2 separate regions of the Anser cygnoides genome follow, and region 2 is linked to region 1. The links are chromatin contacts, called in public Hi-C maps. All regions are on one chromosome and are shown on one strand. The core of a region is the stretch at or near the end of the contact, and the rest is flanking DNA. Distances in the headings are between cores, read along the strand shown.

Evidence for each region. A called contact is a pair of places that touch in the nucleus more often than the background predicts.
Region 2: a contact with region 1 is called in a Hi-C map of liver, with 2.0 times the contacts expected there. The contact joins two enhancer-like sites. A contact is called at or near these places in 2 of 7 Hi-C or Micro-C datasets (both in liver).

What each region holds. Positions count from the first base shown.
Region 1 is chrZ:38,141,765-38,148,025 of Taihu_goose_T2T_genome, forward strand. No RefSeq gene overlaps it. Among named protein-coding and RNA genes, the nearest start is that of GADD45G, 90 kb to the right of the region's middle. Within about 2 kb of position 2,022, at least 1 of the 3 cell types and tissues checked has open chromatin away from gene starts, as enhancers often do. A contact at or near this core is called in liver, where this site is marked.
Region 2 is chrZ:38,300,222-38,306,313 of Taihu_goose_T2T_genome, forward strand. The region is part of intron 1 of SEMA4D (semaphorin 4D); the gene reads left to right. Among named protein-coding and RNA genes, the nearest start is that of SEMA4D, 32 kb to the left of the region's middle. Within about 2 kb of position 1,435, at least 2 of the 3 cell types and tissues checked have open chromatin away from gene starts, as enhancers often do. A contact at or near this core is called in liver, where this site is marked.

The DNA of each region.
Region 1 (6,261 bases), core at 772-3,271:
CTGACCCTGACAACCCAGCTGCTGTGAAGGATGTGTGTGAATTTACTGACGCTTAGGGATGGTGACTCAGAGCTGCATGAGGGCCAGACCTGGGGCTGACTCTCAGCCCTGCCATCCCCATGTGGAAGACAGCACACAGCATGACTCAGAGCAGCCCTGCTCTCCTCCAGCGTGTGCTGCTCTTACATCTCCAGGCTCCCGCAGCTCATGTGATCCTGATGCAACTCCAATTACATCACTGACATCATGTAACATCTCAGCAAATTGGCCAGAGATAACAGCAAATAAAGCTAGAGACAAAAAAAAAAAAATGCAGATTTTCATTTTTAGTTCACCCATAAGGAACTTTTGAGGTTAACTGAAATTTTACCAGGACAACTCTATTGTGCCAGCCAGGCTATGGGATTTCTTTGGGTAGTAAGTATATGTGACTATTAACACATACAGCCTCCACTCCTACTTATACATGCTTTGGCTGGTGTTCTTTGCTTTTCATTTTTCTGAGGGGAGGTTGGGGAGATAAGAGTGATTTAGGATTAACCTTACTTCTACAGCCCCCATTCTGACCAGGGCTGACTCCATCCACAGTCTGTTCAGAACTGGACTATGATGATGTGGAAAGGGGAGCAGCTCAGCTAAGTGTCCTCCCTACACCAGGAAAGCAAAGTACCTGATGCAAAGTCCAGGCATTACAGATTAATTCTCTTGAAAAATCTGCATACTCTTGTTTGTGGTTTCCTTTCTTTCTGGTTATAAGCCATGAGCAAATTCCGCAGGTCACCCTCTTTTCAACACTGAGGTTTGGAACAGGCTTGATAACAGTGAAAACTACAGAATGGCAAACCCTCTGCTGTTTTAAACCCATCTCAAAAACACAAGATCCAAGTGTCCTAATCTGAATATTGCTCATTTCATTCATAACAATAAGGCCGCCAATTACACAGAATTAATTACACCAATAAAACTCACAGGCTTTGACCAGAGAGGTTGTTCAATGAACTGTCTCTCAGTTTACTGCACCTCATGATACAATTGGACCTAAGATAAATTAGCTTGCTTTGCTAATATACATATCTCATTACTACATCTGAGGTGAAAACAGAAACTTTACACATGCACTTGGCCACACCTACCCCAAACATCCATATGATCGTGTGGTATGCCATAGCTTGTAAACAAAACTGCAGCCGTCTTCAAGACATTCAACGTGTTTATTGCATTGACAGGAAATGTATCTTTAGAACGTCTTTCCCTGACAGTAGTCTTCATGGGCCTAATTAGCTATACTTTCAACCGGCAACAATAATTCCTTTGCAAATTTTCTAATTAAATCTGCAGTGTCTCAGAAGAATATTAGCACAGCAAAGATTTTCTCTAAGCAGGCCTACTGGGATCCAGCCAATGACCTTACCCTAGCTGTCAGCTGAACCGAGGACTATGTAACACATTATGCAATTTGGGCAAGATCACCCTGGTAGCTGCCCACACGGAAAAACAAGCCCTGATGAGGGTAAAAGTCAGGAGGAAAACACCTGCAGTTCCTTACTGGGTAACAGAGCCTTTTCCATCTATGTCCTAAGAAAAGAAAAAGATGCAGGAAAAACATCAGACTTGAAACAGACAGGAACTTTTTGTTTTTACACACAGAAGTTAGTTCAAATTTAAATCCAGCATAAACAGACATGGTCCTACTCAATCTGATCCTCTGGCTCCTCAGCAAGAGTCAGGGGTAGGCGAGCCATTGCAGGTGCCGCACATCTTGGAAAAATAGCTGAGTAGGTCTCAACTTTTGTCCACTAATAATGAAAAAAGTAAATGCATCCAGCTGTCTCAGCCTATTACAAGACTTCATGTGTAACACAGCCAAAACTGCAAACCAGACAGGATAAGCACCTGGTCTGTTTTCAGAGCACTAGTTCTGATAGCCTATGAAAGATGGATTCTTGCTTTTATCTAGGGCTTTCAACCTCTAGATACGTAAAACCTACAGTTTTGGACCAGGGGTTGAGGGAAGGTTTGATGACTTGAGGGGAAAAAACATATCAAATTTTCAAAAGATATTAGTCCAGATTTGGCACTTTTTCTATGTCAGCTGCCAGCTGAAACATGATTGTAGCAACATAACCATTAACAGACATACCTGAAGTGAAACTTCTGATTCATTGTTCATTTCAGATTAACTGAATACACGTTAACGAGGAATTTTACTGTTCAGAGCTCTGAAGACTGGGGACCCAGGAACTGGACTTGATGATCTTTGTGGGTCCCTCCCTTCCAACTCAGACATTCTATGGTTCTGTACATCTTATTCACTTATTTACATACATATGCATAAAGCAATAGACTCTATTCTACTGTACCCTGCAGACAGTAGAGAAACTCAAGCAAATGACAGATGAAATTGCAGAGTGCAAATTTTCATACTTGCATGTCCTCCCTATACTCCTCAAACTGTGAAATAAAGACCATAAAAATAATAAAACATTTTAGAAAAAAAAAAAAAAGACCTCTGAACAAGTCTCTATCTAGTTTATTTTTCTTAGCAGCCATACAGTTGGAAAATTCACAGCATATGAAAAAGGGCTGCAAGGGATGTCAAAAAAAGTTGCCACAGAGGGGTGCCATCAATAATGCAGAAAATGGATATATTGATCTAAGTATCCACAGCAGTCACCTCCTGCAGGCAGTATTGTTTCATTTATTTCAAAGGTGTTAGTTCTGTGCCAGGGGATCCTCTCTCATATAGTGGGGTACAATATTTGTGACATTCTTAAATACACTGAGTGATGCCTCAGTTCCCTCAGTACGTTCCTAATGCCTCATTCTGGTAGTAAGGTTTTCCTAGTAGTTGCTGCTTTCAAGTGTCTACTACAATGTTAACTCTTTTTCTAGCAAAAGGTGTCCTGAAGAACAAATTAATTCCTTCTTTCCTGAAGTTACCTTCTATGTGGTTGAGGATTGTTAATAGGTCTCTCTTCAGCCTTTTTTTTTTTTTTCCCTCTAGACTAAGCCACTCCAGTTCTGTAAATTTGTCCTGAGAGGTGATATTTTCTAGACCCTTGATCCTTCTCATTGCTTTACCTTGGGTTTTATATAGATAGTTATCTATTTCTGGAAGTCCAGTGTTCAAATCAGGACACAGGTCCCCAGCTGCAGGTTGAACACCGCTGTCATGTGTCTGGCAGATGACAGACCCAGCCAGATATCTCCATGTGATATTTACCTTTTACACAACAGAATGACATTGCTGACTTGTGTTCAGTGTGTGATCTACTATAATTGCTAGGACCTTTCTTACAGAATTGCTATTTACTTTGGTTTTGTCCATCCGAGATTTATTCCATGTGACTATTCCCACAACCTCACCGAACCAAATTGCCCTTGCTGAATTGCACCTTACTTTTTAAAACTGCATCCAGTTTGCTGTGTTCATGTCAAGTTCTCATCCAGTCGTTTGGTGCAATTATTGCTCTTCTCAGTGAAGTGCCATGTGAACTTACTCAGCATACTCTCTACTCCACTTTACAAGTAATTCAGAGAAATATTGAATACAGTCTGAAGCAGGGCAGACTGCTGCAAAATCACACTTTTCTGATTCGACACAAAGAAGTTTCTCAATACACTTTGAACCTGGTTTCCCGTCGGATGATCACTCACTGTGGAGGAGTTTTGCTAGATTCTGTCCCCTTAGTTTGTCTATTAAGAAGTCAGCTGAGTGTCAGGCAGTTCCACTAAAATCAAGAGAGCTGGCTGCTTCATGCAAGGCCAGTTACCCTGTCAAACAGGAAATTAGATTGATTTGGAATAACTTGTCCTGAACAAATTCATTTTGGCTCTTACTTATCCCCGTATTTATCTTCTTGGTATTTTCAAACAATTTGAGTGTTTGTTCCAGTACTTTTCTGGGAATTGAAATTATAGCCAGAGCCGACAATGCCAGTCCCCTCTTGTTTCTCTCTTTTAAAGCTATGCACTGCCATTACTTTTTACAGTCAATGGCCTCCCAGGAGCGAGGTCAGCCTTTCCCAAAGGTGACAGTTCTGCACAGGTCTCGGTCAGTTCTCCAGGTTCAGGTCAGCTCCAAACAAATGGGAAATTTCTACCCTAGCTAAATATTCTCTAGCTTAGTCTCCTGCTTCTGCACTGCTGGGTCAGCTGTGACTGCAGCTGGCCTTTCTAGTAAAAAGGGAGACATAACAAGCATCAGACATTTTAGATTTCTCAGCACCATCTAGCTCTTTCTTCCAATTAGGTGACAAATTACAACTTCTCTTCTGTAACCCTCACTACCAGTGCACATTGAGGACACTTGTCAGTACTCTGCCCTGGCTTGGTCCACAGCCTGACATTTTTTAATTCATCCCTACCTGTTCATACTTTCCCTTGTATCAGTTCTTAGTAGCCTGAAGTAGTTTCACGTTTTACACCTTTCCTTTTATCTGAAAGGTCAAGGTTCAAGATTCGGATGATCTCTGTGCAGCACTTTCCAACCTCCCACACCAGGATAGGCCGCAGCCCTAACATATACCCTGTACAGGAACCACCAGCTCTACCAAACAGCTTTCTTTCCCTTTACACAAGATTTGTATGGGGTTGTTCCTGTTTATATCCCAAGCTCACTATCATCTGCCTTTCTAAAATTCCTGGTCTTTTTGTCACCCTGTTCCGCCTCCCCCAAAAATCAGCCTTATACTGATCATTCTCACCAAAAAATGCTGTTGTGTGCATATTCCCCAACAGTTCCTCCCTCTTTATTGCAATCACATGTTAAATTAAATAATAATAGTAATAATAAATAAATGAATAATAAAAAATCAACTTTGGGTGCTTTTTCTACCTTTAGAACCACTGACCGGTTTTCTTCCGTACACCAGTGAACCAGAGTGTAAAATTGAAGATAACTGACACTATTACAAGTCTGTGTATGTCAAATAAGTGCTAGAGCCTGTGTAGATGTGTTTCCTCTGCCTCTGATGTGGTTATGGGCTTTAAAGCTGTGCCTTCTGACTGACTGTTTCTTTAAAGCATTAGTCAACTGAAAGCAGGCCTGATACTGCAAAGTGAGATCTCATTTGCAAACCTCAGCCCAATTGAAGTGGATTGTGTTTTCTTACAAGAATAGTAGATAAACAGACATCAAACACAGCCTGAGAACAGCTCTAGTGCAGTTCTGAAAATGAGCAGATTGAGATCTCCTACCTGCCAGCAAGCAGCAAAGCAAAAGTTACAGAAAAATAAATTGCAAAATCAAATTCTGGGGCAAAACTTCAAGGAATACATTCATACAGTCATTTTTCTTCTGTATAAAAAATGGTGGGGTTTTGGAAAACAAAACAAAACAAAACAACAACAAAGAAAAACCACTAATTTATACCAGCTTGTGCATTTGTATAACTTAAAAAAAAAAAAAAAAAGCACCTACCATTTGTATTTTTCATCATTACCAGACTGTACATGTGCTAAAAATTAACACATAGCTCAAATATCACAGTGGATCTCATGAGAAGAATCAGTGCAGGTGCCAAGAATAGGTGAGTTTTGTGAGATTGTTCTAAACTCTGAAAGAAATAAATTAATTTTTTTCTCACCTTGTTTAAATTTACAAGAAGATCCATTTCTATAATGACTCATTCCTGCACCACAAATTGGGTTATATTAAATAACTGCTTTCATGTCCTTGTGTGAGCTATATTTAGCTCTCACGCTTTCGTTTCCTGAAGGATCTTAAACAAAGGCTGCTCAGTTTGTAGCCACTCCCCTTCGGACTACAGAAAAATTGGCATGCCAAAAAAAGTGACTTCTATATGGGAAACACTGAGTCCCTGCAGTATGTCAGCTTGTCCAAACAGCTGCCCCTTTCCAGCATGGTGAGGCAACAGCTTGCCAGCAGAAGGGCAGAAAATTGCCTCCCCAAAGTGTCCCCATGCATCCTCAGAGGGCAGGGCTGGCCACAGTGCTGCCCCCAGCAGCACGGCGTCCTGAGCGAAGTGGGACTGAAGCTGTCCCTGCAGACTGCTGCAGGGCTCTTCTCTTCCCCACCCAGAGCCAGTGTATGAACTCCAGTGGCTCGGCCAAGGGGCAGCTTGGGAACGGCTGTGCCGTCTGCCTGGCCTTCTCCCTTCGGGTCTGACTGCGCACAGAAACCTCCTTCACTTCACGCCCTAGAGCCTGACCCTCATCAGAAATCTGCCTGTGCAGAGACTGACGTCCAAAGTAGGGTGCGTGGCTGCTGCACGTCTCCTGTCCCCTTCAGTGACCATG
Region 2 (6,092 bases), core at 185-2,684, 160 kb after region 1:
AAAATGTCATGTTGTGTTTGTAGGTTTGAAGAGCACTGAATGTGACAACTTGGGAGAAAGGAAGGAGAGTAAACTATTAAACTATCCTTCTTTGGGAGGCATTTTGTGCTGTCTTTTCTAGTTAATGATAATGGCTGAGTGGTATGACGTTGACTGGCGAAATGACTGGCAGTGTTTGTGGAAGGGTGATGAACAACTGTAACACACAGCTTTTAGGGTGTTGTCTCTTTTTTGGTCTCTTTTTTTTTTTTATAACTAAAACTTTTTAGCTCTTCTTTCTGTGCAAGGTCTTTGTTGTTGAGCCTGTTCTTGAGGATCAATGGTACCTGCAGACATTCAAGTCATTGTTGAGCGTCTACAACCATCACCTTTTGTTCTGCAGTTGAACATGTAAAGAAAAGACTAACAATGGCTTTATTATGCCGTAGCTCCTGAATGTGCTGTTGACTGATGGGTAACGAAGCGTCAGCTTTAATTAATGGACAGTCTGTTGCTGCAGTCCAGTGGAACTGTGCTAGCAGGCCCAGTGCTCTGTGATGTGCTAACTTATGCGAAGATTTAATCTTTGGCCTTGAAGATCTTTCAGAGTGGCGTGAGAGCTGTAACCTCAGGAGCCTGCTGACAGGCAGACAGTTTAGGCTGAAGTTAGTGGCTGGCAGTCAGGTTTTAGCTGCTCCAAAGCCCCTCTTTCCAGTGACAGGCTTAGGAAACAGCTCTCCTCATGGGGACGCGTGTGGGTACCAGGGTTTTAGTCACAGACCGCCGGGGTTTTAATCACAGACCTCCTGGTTCTTCCTCAGATGATATTCCCATCTGAGTTTGATTTCGTACCTGTAATGCTGTCCCTTTGGGGAACCTCTGATACTGTGTGTTTACAGCGAGCTAGGCATACGTTGTAAAATGAAATACCGCATCTGCACTGCGCAGGGGTGCAACGCATGAAAAGCAAAGGTTAAAAATAATAAAATGCCTGTGTGTGTGAAGGCCTTAGTTGTATGTTAACTTCCCTTTGGCAGCTGTAAGGTGTGCTGGCCGTAGCTTTGGTAGAAAGCAGCCGTTCCTGCCAGCTGCACGCACCGGCCATACACACACTGTGTTCAGTCTGTCACTGTTCATTGATCCGGAGAGGGCAGTCATTAACTGCTCACTTCTGTCTGTTTCTCCAGCGTTTCTGTGTTGAGGATCTTCTGATGAGAATGTCCGTCTGACTTGGAAAGAGTCAGGCGGGGAGTTTTTGGTTAAACATTAGTTGGTTGCAAACTGTTTCCTCAAAGACCTGAGCCCTTCGGATGGATTTTGCTCCCTGACTTTGCAGCCTGAAGCTGTGCTGAACTGGGGCTGCATGATTTGTGTCTCTGTCACGCAGGCAGCCTGCATTTTTGCCACTCCGACTGTTTTTGTTTTGCAAGATGAGCCTTTATGGTGCATTCTTAGCCTTCAACATGGGGAAAGTAAGCGAAAATATGCAAAAAGTGCTTGTCCATACTTTTTTGGGATATCTAAGCAGTGAAGCCAACCTGTGGCAGAAATTGTACTTGCTAAACTTGTGGTTCAGGGGTTTATCTGCTCTATCTTACAGCACTCAAATGGCTTTTAGCGTTGGGAAGTCGGAAGATAGATAAAAGTCAGCAAGTCGGTTTCTGCCCAGGTGACTTGTGCCTCTCTCTTCTTCCTCAGTGGTCCTTCTTGGGTGCTACTGCTCCCCGTTTTGCAGCACTGTGGTCCTGCTGGGGCCCATCAGCAAGGGAACTGAAGGGTACTGCAGACTTCGGGGAGTTTTGTGACCCTCTTTGAGCAGCTCTTGGTGGGAATGGTGCGACAAAGCTTGGGCATCGCTGTACATAATTGCAGAGAGGGCTCAGGAGGCAGCTGGGACGGGGCTGCAGGTCCCTGGAAGGGGCTGCAAGGGGACCTGGGGTGGGATGAGAGCGGAGATGATGCCCCTGACATGGGGCTCTCAGAGCCTGTGTGTCCCAGCCACTCTGTGTGCCTCCCGGCTGGTGTTTGGCCGGGCTCTCCCTCGGTTGGCACGAGCACCAGGGAGGTGGATCAGCCGCCTGCGTGCTGCGAGCACACTTCTGACTTCTTGTCAAGCCTCCGTGCCAGCGCCAGGAGGATGCTGACGTACAACATGCAGACCGGGTAGCCTCACGCTGGCAGCAGGACAGGGGTCAGCAGAAACGCAAACCTGCGAGGAGCTTGTTCGGTACCTACAGGTGCTTTGTTCTGTGACAGCAGCTGGTCTGGTCGCCTCCACCCTTTATTTTCCCCGGCTGGCAGAATTTCAGTCAAAACCTCAGTGCTTTCCAAAACTGCACTACTGCACAGTTAAAGAGATGTGGCATATTTTTCTTGAAAATTTGCAGTTAAGTGAGTTCTAGCATGAGTTTCCTCATGCTAGTATTAAAACAGTGAGCTGCATTCAGATACTGATCTGGCAGAAAAGTAACATCTCACAACCTCCATTTCTGCCCAGAAAACCACAAGGCTCGGTTTCTCAGCAGGATAAATTTTTTGATCCAACATAAAGTGTTAAATTTAGTGTTTTCATGTATCTGTGAGAACGAGGTAAGACAACTATGTGCACACAGCTTTTTCAGTCCCCGCGAGTGGTGTATGAGTTACATATTTTCTGCTATTGGAGTGTCGTTCCAGACGCTGTCAGCTTGGTGGTTGTATGAGTCTCCTGTGAGTTTTTCTGTCTGGTCCTGTTTGTCTGGTCCCTCAGGCGACGACGTTCTGCCCCTAGCTGTGGAGGTGGAGAGGAGATCGTGTCTGCTGTTGGCAAGTCTCTGCATCTTCATTAATGTTCTGCTAATATTTGTTCAAAGTCTCTTCCCTTTCCTGCCCGCCACACTTCAAGCAAAGTGAGCTTTGGGGCTTTCCCTGCTGAGCGAACTTCAAGCAGTTGCTTGTTAGTTCATGACCTCTTTAATTCTTGGTAACACGGATCAGACACCAGCCAACAAGGGGGAAAAAATTGCCTGCAGAGATGTGATTCTAGCACTAGCCTGAAAAATACATGTGCTTTTGCTTATCTTTTTTTTTTTATGTATCCTGGAAAGATACCCTGCAAATCTTCTCGGATCAGAGAGGTGCTGGAACAAGTAGCATTATGGGTTCCCGCTGCCCTACTTTTAGCTAGGACCCTGGTTAAAAAGGAGGTGTGTTTGGGGGGGCAGCAGTGTTTCTGCATGTGCTGCGTTAGTGGAGGACGCCAGCTTTCTGTAGCTGGGGTTTGTGTGGTACAGCAGTGGGGGGGGGGATGCCGGGCACCTCCCTTGCTGTAAGGAGAGGAAAAGGGTGAATGAAGGTGCCGCTGAACGGCAGTTCACTAAATGGCCATGGGCAACTGAGCACAGGTTCCTCTGCCGCCTTTGATGGGAAGGTCTTCTGCTTCTCTTTCTCGCAGTGATGGGATGTGGTTTTGGCTGCCAGTTTTGTGGTCTGAAGGCAGGAAAAATTACAGACTGCTTCATGGAAAGGGGGCATGTGATGGATGCACTGGCAGCGCTGGTGTCCAAAAGATTTGCAGCAAGGCCCGTGCTGCTGTCAGTCTGCCAGATGCACCTTACCACGGAGGGTGAGGCTGGAGCGGGTCGGTTATTTTGCAGTCAGGGCACAATTTAATGTGCCAGTGCAGAGGAGGAGAGGTGTGTGTTCATGTTTTAAATCAATGGAAGTAATAAACAACCTCCTTACACCATTTTCCTCTGAATTACAGGGTGGTTTTGCCTTCTCCAAGCAGGAAATGCTGTGTGTCTTCAACACCCGTAGCACCACACTGGTGTTCTCTGCTTTGTTTTTAATGAACCTCCTGTTTTAATTGTATAACATGCAGGATGAGGAAATGGCACCACTCGCAAACGAAGAACTGACTTCTTGTGGAAGTTGCGTTTTGGTGATAAAGTCCCTCTGGTAACCTTGGCCTAATTTAGGAGCTTTCTCTGTCAGACAGACACTATTTCAGATGAGTTAGCTATGCCCGTGACTGTAGCAGCATGCTTGCTTTTGGAGAATCCTGGCACTGGATAAAAAACGGTGTCTTAGTCTCTGTGGTACCATCTCTGCTTCTGCTTCTCACTGCTGTAAAGTCCAAAAATGATAGCCTTGCCTTTGTTGCTCTCTGAATGTGAAAAGGCTAAATTTGGAATTCACACTTTTTTTTTTTAAATGAATACAAGACAAGTTTTTATTATAGAAAAATCTCCGAGGAAAAAAAAAAAGTAAATTCTGATCGTATTTCAGTTTTTTTTTAATGCTGAAAGAAGCTTGGCTTTGTGAACAGCAACTTGACACAAATTTTCTGAAGTGTGATCACAGAACTGGGATTTTGTCATTCAGTGCTGCAAGAGCAGAGCAGCTGTTTGTGCTCGCATTTCAGTGTGGAACTTTGCTATATTTTAACAGCAGTTTTACTTTGATTTTGCCTGTTCTGTGCTACTGCTGTGACTATCCCAGGCTCCAGGTTATTAATGAAGTTTTGAATAGCCAGTCTAGCATGTTAGATATAGCTCCTACTGAGAGGCTATGGCTTCTGAAAACTTATGCCATAAAACCCATTTGGAACAGGGCATCTTCTCCCTTTCTTGTCCCCCTATCTACTGGAAAGTCTTGCCATAGAAGCCATGAAACCCAAAACACTGCATGATGCATACTGAGGCTCTTATGCTTGTTTTGTGTTTTTACAGTCCGCTCCCTTACAAATGCAATTCTGTTTTTACACTCCATTATACCACTCATAATTTTCTTGAGGTTTCTGGTGGTGGTGTTTTGTTTGTAGCTGTACACAATGATTAGTTGTGTGGAAAAGTGATCTAGGAGCACCAGGCTAAATTGAAGGCTCCATTGTGCTTGGCATTGTGGTGAATGTACGTTCTGTCCCCAGATGACCTGCAGCACACTATTAATTTCGGACTCTTCTTGGAAATACATTGCAACAGACTTTTTCCTTTTTGAATTTGTATTGTATGTAATGGGTGTGTTTTCCAGTTGGAAAAGCACAGTTATGTTCATTTATACTGCCAGGTGCAGCAGAAGTTGATCGTATGCAGTAGTATATCACCTTGAAAAGTCACCTTTTGAGTCTGCTGCCAAATGGGTGCTGACAGACAGGAAATTGGAAAAGCATACGTGTAAGTATCAGAATGTTAAGAGTGGGTATCTGTTACGTGTCTGTGTGTAAAAGCAATGACTTCACGCAGGAGACGTTCCTGTGCTCAGGTTGTCCGTGTGTGTGTGCGTGCTCACCTCTTCCTGTCCCTTACGCCCGCATAGGGGGCAGATGATGCTGATGTTCAGCCTAATGGCTGAACGTGGCCACTGGAGCTGTGTGTTCACTCGTATGAGAGCCCTTTCCTGTGGTCCCTACAGCAGGTTTTTGGTTTTTTTTTGTTTGTTTGTTTTTTTAATCTGTATCTTTGGGCTGGTATTTTGCAGATGGGTTGGATAGAGCTTTTGGAAAATAAATGAACATGCGTTTTTCATTTCTTCATTAAGCTTATGTGGTACTGTAGTATAAGAGGCATTTTAACATTGTGGATCAGTTAAATAGCTTCATTGATTTGATGTGTTTGTTTACTTTACCAAGTAACATAAACTCAATTACAACAAAAGCAAGCACTGCAAGCTTCAGTTTTGCACATTGCAATTTATTGTTTTATCTCCTGTCCTTGAAACTAAGTATTGCCAGACTTCTTGTCAATGATACATGATATGAGATGTATGTGCAGATACTGAAGTACCTTCACGTACGTATGAGCACAGCGTTTTCAGTAATGTTTTTTCTGCTTTTTGCCTTGCTGCTTGCAAAGGTTGTAGCCTTGGGATGCTAGCCAGGCTTTGAACTGTAAAAGGGAGCATAAAGAATGCAGGATGTTTTTAGAATATGCTCAGCTGTGAGCAGATGGCTTCATTAAATTCTCTTTAGGAGCAAGGAGAGAAGTTGCTGCTTTTGGAAGAAACTTGGCCAAAGCAACTATTTTTACATTGCAAATCCAAGTTTGTGGCAGGTAATAAGAATATCTGTATCACAATATTATTTAAAGTGATCAGTCCAAGTACCTTAAAAAAATGAAGCAGGGTGTAGCCTC